Regions from separate parts of the Mus musculus genome. Here region 2 is linked to region 1. Evidence: chromatin contacts called from public Hi-C data. All regions are on one chromosome and are shown on one strand. The core of a region is the stretch at or near the end of the contact, and the rest is flanking DNA. Distances in the headings are between cores, read along the strand shown.

Region 1 (3,362 bases), core at 475-2,974:
TTAGTTTAGAGTGAGACCCTGTCTCAAAACAAGCAAACAAACAACAAATAAAATTAAGTAAGTAAATAAATTGGCCAATGGGGACCAGGCTTAGTGCTATAATCCTAACACCAGAGAGGCAAAGCAGGATTGTCATCAAGATCAAGGGCAACCTTAGTTACATGAGAGCCAGTCTTCATAAAACAACACAACTGCATCCCTGGCATAGTGGTACAAAACCCAGACTTTTACAGGTGAGAGAGAGAGAGTTACAAGCACATGGGGAGACGAGGAGGAGAACAAAAACTGGGAGCTCTATGAAGTAGTGAATGGTGGAGTATGTCTGGAATAGAGCACCCAGGAAAAACTAGATGTGTGTGGTGTGTGTGGGTGTGTGCATGTGCAGAAGAGTCAGAAGAAAACATCTTTACAGTGGGAGAACCCAAGATTAGGTTCTTTCTGGGCCCAACAATACAAAGCAAGGGGTGTTCATTTTGACTGTGGAATCTGACTAAATGTAGTGGTTCTAGTCACATAGCATTACAAGCCATAGCTTACTAACAATCAGTAAGGCAAAGCCAGTGCAATGGTTCAGTGCATTAAGGTGTTTCTCGCCAAGCCTAATGGCCTGAGTTCACCTGGGACCATTCGGTGGGAAGGAAGGAACCAACTCCTGCAAGTTGTCCTCCAACTATAACAGGTGCAGTGTGGTATGTGTAGACATATGTACATATAAATACATGTACAAATAAATGTAATTTAAAAAATTAAAATCAGTAAAGCAAACAGGATGTGGTACACATATCTGTAATCATAGCATTTGGGAGACAGAAGGGAGATTAAGTAAGGCCACTTGAAGCTAAATAGTGAGGGTTTGGGCAGCCCTGGGCTATACTGAGACCCAGTTGCAACGGTGCTGGCAAGACACATTCTGTTGCTTGCAGAGCCTAACAGTTTGTGGTAAGTCTGGAGAAGCGGGAGAATCAGACCTGGTGCAGTGCAAATCCAGCCCATTATGCTGAGTCCTAGAAGGCTGCATAGGAGCTGTGGTTGTGGTTCCACCTGTCCAAGCTGGTGCCTATGTCAGTCACCAATGCTGCCTTCCCTAATGGAGGAGGTCCTTTGACCCTAAGCTGTGACTACCAGCCAGATTCAGGAAAATGACTCCATGTACACTGTAGGACTGAGTGAGATCCTGTGGGCATTATTGCCCACTTATGACTTCTAAACGCCATCAGACATCAAACTGTGGAATGTGTTCTTCACCTGGAGCTGCTCTTCCCACCAGCAGAGGTCCTCTGTGGTAGACCACTGGTATGAAGCAAGGTGCTCTTGCTAACAGTCTAGCCCATGGCCGTTCTAGAGCACACTTGACACCTGACCAAGAGCACTGATGCAAAAGGCCACAGCAGATAACCTATCTGATCCAGCAGGAGGCTGATATCGTTGACATCCATTCAGTCTGCTTGGCCTCCAATGAATGTGTATGTGTGTGTTTGTGTGTATTTGTGTGTATGTGTGTGTGTGTGGTGTGTATGGGAGGTCCTGAACATATACTTGGACAAGATCAAGCTAAAGCAAGAAACATGCTGTCCAGGCATAAGTTAAGCCAAACAAAACCAAAGCCTAACAAGAACAAGAGTCAATAAATCCAGCTCACAACAAATAGTAACGACTATTATAATAACTAAGCTGTGAGATACTAGAAACAGGAAGGCAGGCATGAAGTGTATCTTAGCAACCACACCCCTCTCTGAGCAGTGCACCTAGCAACCTAGGACTCCCACTAGCACTAAGCTGTACATACATCCCACTCTGGACAATGGAATAACTACTGTTATTTTATGATCAAACATGGACAGTTTCTTTTGTTTTTAGAAAGTCTGTGTAGCCCTGGCTGGTCTGAACTATGAAAACCAGGCTACTCATGGAGAGTCCTCTGCTTCTGTCTCTCTCTCTCTCTCTTTTTTTTTTTTTTTTTGGTTTTTTCGAGACAGGGTTTCTCTGTGTAGCCCTGGCTGTCCTGGAACTCACTCTGTAGACCAGGCTGGCCTCGAACTCAGAAATCTGCCTGCCTCTGCCTCCCGAGTGCTGGGACTAAAGGCGTGCGCCACCACCGCCCGGCTGCTTCTGTCTCTTAAGTGCTAGGGTTAAAGGCATGTACTACCATGTCCAGATCAATTTCTATTCAAATGTATTTCCAATATATCTAGGTCCAAGGGAAGGAGAGCCAATCTAGCCTGACCTTGGGGTGCGTGATCAGCAAGGCATAACTGCGATTACAGGCAAACTTTTAGGGGCATCCTCCACTTACCATCTTAAGCCTGTGCATTATTGGGTGTGCACATGATTACAGTCAAACACATTATGGAAAGGGACATGTGCAGTTGACAGGCTCATGCAATCCAAGCCTGTCAGACAAAATAGAAGCATACACCCTAGTAACCAAATTCCTCTAATCTAAAAGGCAGTCCCGACTGCCATCAGGGCCCTTCTACCTTCACTCATGTGGCCCGCTGCTCTCTTCAGCCTTCTCTATTACTTTGCTTTAAATGAAATTCCCTTGCTCCTTTGGGGGCTTTCATTTCATTCTTGAATAAAGATCCAAGAACCTGGAAACATTCCTGGGCCCAGACCACAAGTGACAAAGCCATAGTGGGAGTTTTCCTGTGACACCTATTTAACAGTTATTAGGGGCATGTGACTACACTTTGACTGATAAACTTGGATTGCATGAGCCCATGCTCACTGCCCATGTCCCTTCCAATAATGCATTTGTTTTAATTATGGTCACAACAATGTACAACTCTCCAATACACTGTTATTCCTGTTTTACTGATTAGGGAAAACAAGGTGTTGAGAGATGTAATATACCCTTCTTACTCCATTCTGGGCTCCTTAGTTTATGAGTAAAAACAAATGGGAGGGGTAGAGACAGGTCAATTGCTAAAGTGCTTGTCTTACAAGCAAGAGGACCTTGAGTTTGATCCCCCAAACCACATAAAAGGCCATGCTCGGTAGTGTGTGCCTATAACTTGAGTGATGTTGGCTCCTGGAACCCTGCTGGCCAGCTAGTTTATTTGGTAAAGTTCCAGGAGAATGATAGACTCTGCTTCAAAAGGTCAAAGGACCTGAGGAGTAACTCCTGAGGTGGTCCTCTGATCTCCACAGGGATGCACTCATACATACATACCCACACGTGTGTCCACCAACACACATGCAAGTGTACACATACATGTAATGAATTAAAAAGCAAAGGGCTGAGTGTAAGACGATGCTCATTTAGTGCAGTGCTTATGCAGCATCTCCAGTGCCTATGATCAATCCCAGCATTGGCTCAGACAAGGTCTGAGGGTGTGGACTCTTATCCTCTGCTACACTTG
Region 2 (3,362 bases), core at 485-2,984, 86 kb before region 1:
CATGGGACAGAAGAGAGAGAAGGGACATTAAATATAAGCCTTAGAAAGCCAGGCATACTGGCTTATGCCTCTAACCCCAGCACTCCAGATAGAGGCAGGAGGAGGAGGAAGGTCATAAAATAAAGTTCCGTCTAGGCCACACAGCCGAGTTTGAGGTCAGCTAGAGGGGCTGGAGAAAAGGATCAACACTTAGGAGGACTTCCTGCACGCTCATGAAGATCAGAGTTCAAATCCCAGCACCTATTAAGACATCCCAAAAACCTCCAAAAACCAAAATCAAAAAGACATCCCAAAACCAACTATAAAGACCGAGGGTCTTTAGGCATGCATAGGCGTGACACTTATGCATATGCACATGCATACAAGCACATGCATTCAGGCACACACATATATGCACACACTATAAAAATTTTAAATTAAGTCAGAAACACATCGTGCTAAGAAAATCTTAAGATATAATGAAGCAGAAACTTCTAAGGAGCTGAGAAGCATTCTCAGGCTTTCCACTGGAGAATCAGTCTCACTGTGATGAACTTTCCAGCTAGATGGGGTCCACTAGGCTTTCAGTGACTTAGCATTAAAAAAGGAATTATTCAACTGGACAGGTCCCAGCCATATTCTGAATTACCTTATTCTCCCCAGGGGCCATGTTCTCATAGATTTCCTTCAATTTGCCATAGTGTGGACGCAGAAATTTGAGAGGCTTGGGTACTGAAGTCATGGAAGTTGTAGAAGAACGAATTTGTCTTCTCAGTTCCTCCAGAGCTGGTCGATATAGAGATGTATCTTTCTCCTAATAGGGGATGTTAATGCTCAGACCAAAAGGAGTCACATTTCTCCACATCACGACCCATACATACTTAACCAATGCTTTGGTCAAAGACATAACTGGCTCCTATTTCATGATGCCTCAACCCCTGTAAATGACCTGAGACCCATGACCCCATTTAAATACCCTTTGTAACTCTTCCCTCAAATTATCGTAATATCTAATATGTGGTATCTAATTGTTGCCTCAAAATGAAATAGAGTAAACAAATGAGAAACATCAACTATACTCCCCCTGTAGTAACATCTTGACTCACCCCGAGTCGCTCCACGAGCATCTCCAGTTCATCTTGAAGCTGTTTGTCCTCCTCAGACTGGAGGGTTAGGGGAAGAAGCTCATCAAAAGTGGGGACCCGAATCACATTCTCCTCCCACTTACCCCGGGACAGGTGAAGAGTGTGAATGTCTATGGACAAGAAGAGGGCGTGGGATAGGGAAGCAGCCCTATAGGAAAGGCTGTCTACCTTAGGAACCAGGCAGACTCTGCTTGGAAGCCATTCTAGGAAATAACCAAAGAACCGCGATGTGATGGTGAGGGCCTCAGGGAGTGACAGTGCGTAATGGGGCGGGCAGGGTATAAAGAAAGGGTCGCCCCATCCTGAGTCTCCCCGGTGCGGTGGGCAGTACGGAGTCGGGCCCGAGGCCTTCGAGCCAGCAGTGACTCAGCCCAAGGCCTCCTCCTCGGGCTCCCCAGGCTGCGCCTCACCAGCTCCTGCTCTTTGTCTTTTTCCCCGGCATCCCTTCGCTCCTTGCCACTCGACTTCTCGTCCGCGCCGCTGGGGGTTGTCGCGGAGGGCTGTTGGGACTGCACGGGTGTCTTGTCTCGTCCACCCTCCTCCATCTCCGCCACTACTGCCGGCCTGCTGCGCGCGCACCTGCTCGCACCGCCCCTTTTCCCAGAAGGCCACGCGCGTTGTCCTCCAGACCGGAAGCGCCCTGCGGATCCCGAGTCCCGCCCTCTGGAGCAGGACGGGAATTACTGTTCCGGCTTCCAGCCCGAACGGCTACTGTTGAGTTAGGGTGTCTCTGTGCGTGCAAGGGTGGTCTGACTGCAGAGATGCCTAGCTCTCCGATCCTGTAGCTTCACCACAACTGGATGCATGGTACGATGAGAAGGTCATCCTGAAGACAGGACGTCCATACATGTTCATGCTTGCTTTAGTCCTCTGTAGGAGATTTCTATGAGCTCAAAACTCTTCAAGTCTTGACCGAGTCTGTGTGACTTCGGTGTAATTATGCCACTACTACTGTGGAATAGTAACCGCAAACCATTTCCCCCAAAGTGAAGATGAAATTTACTTATTTATTATCCCAGGTTAGCCTCGAACTTACTTTCTAGCAGAGAATAACTTCATTACAGACATGAGCTGCTGATGCGTGTAGATCTTGGATTCTAGGCATAACCATCCATTTCCACTGCCAATGACTTCTTCAGCCTTTGGAGAGAGATTGAACAGCCCATTGCTGCTCTGCCTGTTCTATAGCCGTATAGTCCTCTGTAGGAAATGTCTACCGGTTTCTGTTTCTATGACTTCTATCACAGATAAGAATACATACATACGTACATACATGCATACATATATCAGGCACATACCATATGTATGGTATATAAATATTTAGTATGTATATTTCATGTATACATATGTGTGTATATGTATATATGTGTGTATATGTATATATATATATATATATAATCAACAGTCACATACCAATTAGTATGTTGGAGATGAATTGGAAATTGTGCCCTAAAAGGTTTATCAAGAAGCTGATGAGTCCAGATGAAGAGGATATGAAAAGCTGTTGGGATATATTTCAAGTTATTTTGTAGGAATACATTGTTTTGAAATAAAAACTTGGAAAAATGTGGGAAACTCAAACTTTCAAAACATGATATTAGAAACAAATCCTGCCATGCACCAGCAGTGTGGTTTTGGTAAGCTACCTAAATTAAGTCTGTTTTCTGCCTATGTGAAGTACAAAAAGTTTCTCTTGTAAGAACACTTAAAGAATGAAATGAGCTGGGCAGTGGTGGCGCACACCTATAATCCCAGCACTTGGGAGGCAGAGGCAGGCAGATTTCTGAGTCCAGCCTGGTCTACAGAGTGAGTTCCAGGACACAGAAAAACCCTGTCTCAAAAAAAAACAAAAAAAAAAAAAAAAGAAAAGAAAGAAAGACAGACAGAAAGAAAGAAATGAGCCAGGCATCGTGGCCCATACTTTCAATCCCAATATTTGGGATTAAATAAGGAGGCAAAGGCAGGTGGATCTCTGTGTGTTCAAGGCTAGCCTGGTCTACAGAGTGAGTTCTAAGCAAGCCAGGAACTACACAATGAGACCCTGTTGAAAGTTTTAATAGTGTCTAACTTTTTACACCACTTGGGGTGATAATGCTCCCCTCAAGAGCCAACGACTAACACAATCTCAGGGCCAGGCATAGAAAACCTTCCTCAGAGTTGTTGGTCAGGAGGGTCCGAGAGACTCCTAAAACAATATAAGCTATTGCTGTTGTCCTTGGTTGCCTACCAGAACTTGAA

The links. A called contact is a pair of places that touch in the nucleus more often than the background predicts.
Region 2: a Hi-C map of cortical neurons shows a contact between it and region 1, with 2.0 times the contacts expected there. The contact joins the promoter of Psmd2 here to the enhancer-like site in region 1. A contact is called at or near these places in 8 of 39 promoter capture datasets (the C10 cell line, cranial neural crest, embryonic stem cells and 5 more), 1 of 15 datasets of contacts at CTCF or cohesin (CD8 T cells), 20 of 484 Hi-C or Micro-C datasets (the G1E-ER4 cell line, the HPC-7 cell line, bone marrow-derived macrophages and 13 more), 8 of 115 datasets of contacts at active chromatin or transcription factors (the NIH/3T3 cell line, the SCID.adh cell line, embryonic stem cells and 3 more) and 4 of 9 other capture datasets (adipose tissue, embryonic stem cells, liver and 1 more).

The regions. Positions count from the first base shown.
Region 1 is chr16:20,563,648-20,567,009 of GRCm38.p6, reverse strand. No RefSeq gene overlaps it. Among named protein-coding and RNA genes, the nearest start is that of Abcf3, 17 kb to the right of the region's middle. Within about 2 kb of position 1,724, at least 3 of the 459 cell types and tissues checked have an H3K27ac peak or open chromatin away from gene starts, as enhancers often do. A contact at or near this core is called in cortical neurons, where this site is marked.
Region 2 is chr16:20,650,024-20,653,385 of GRCm38.p6, reverse strand. It overlaps Psmd2 (proteasome (prosome, macropain) 26S subunit, non-ATPase, 2), which reads right to left and starts at 1,734. Exons shown (of 21, transcript NM_134101.2): 1 at 1,535-1,734; 2 at 1,086-1,142; 3 at 629-793. The coding sequence starts at 1,669.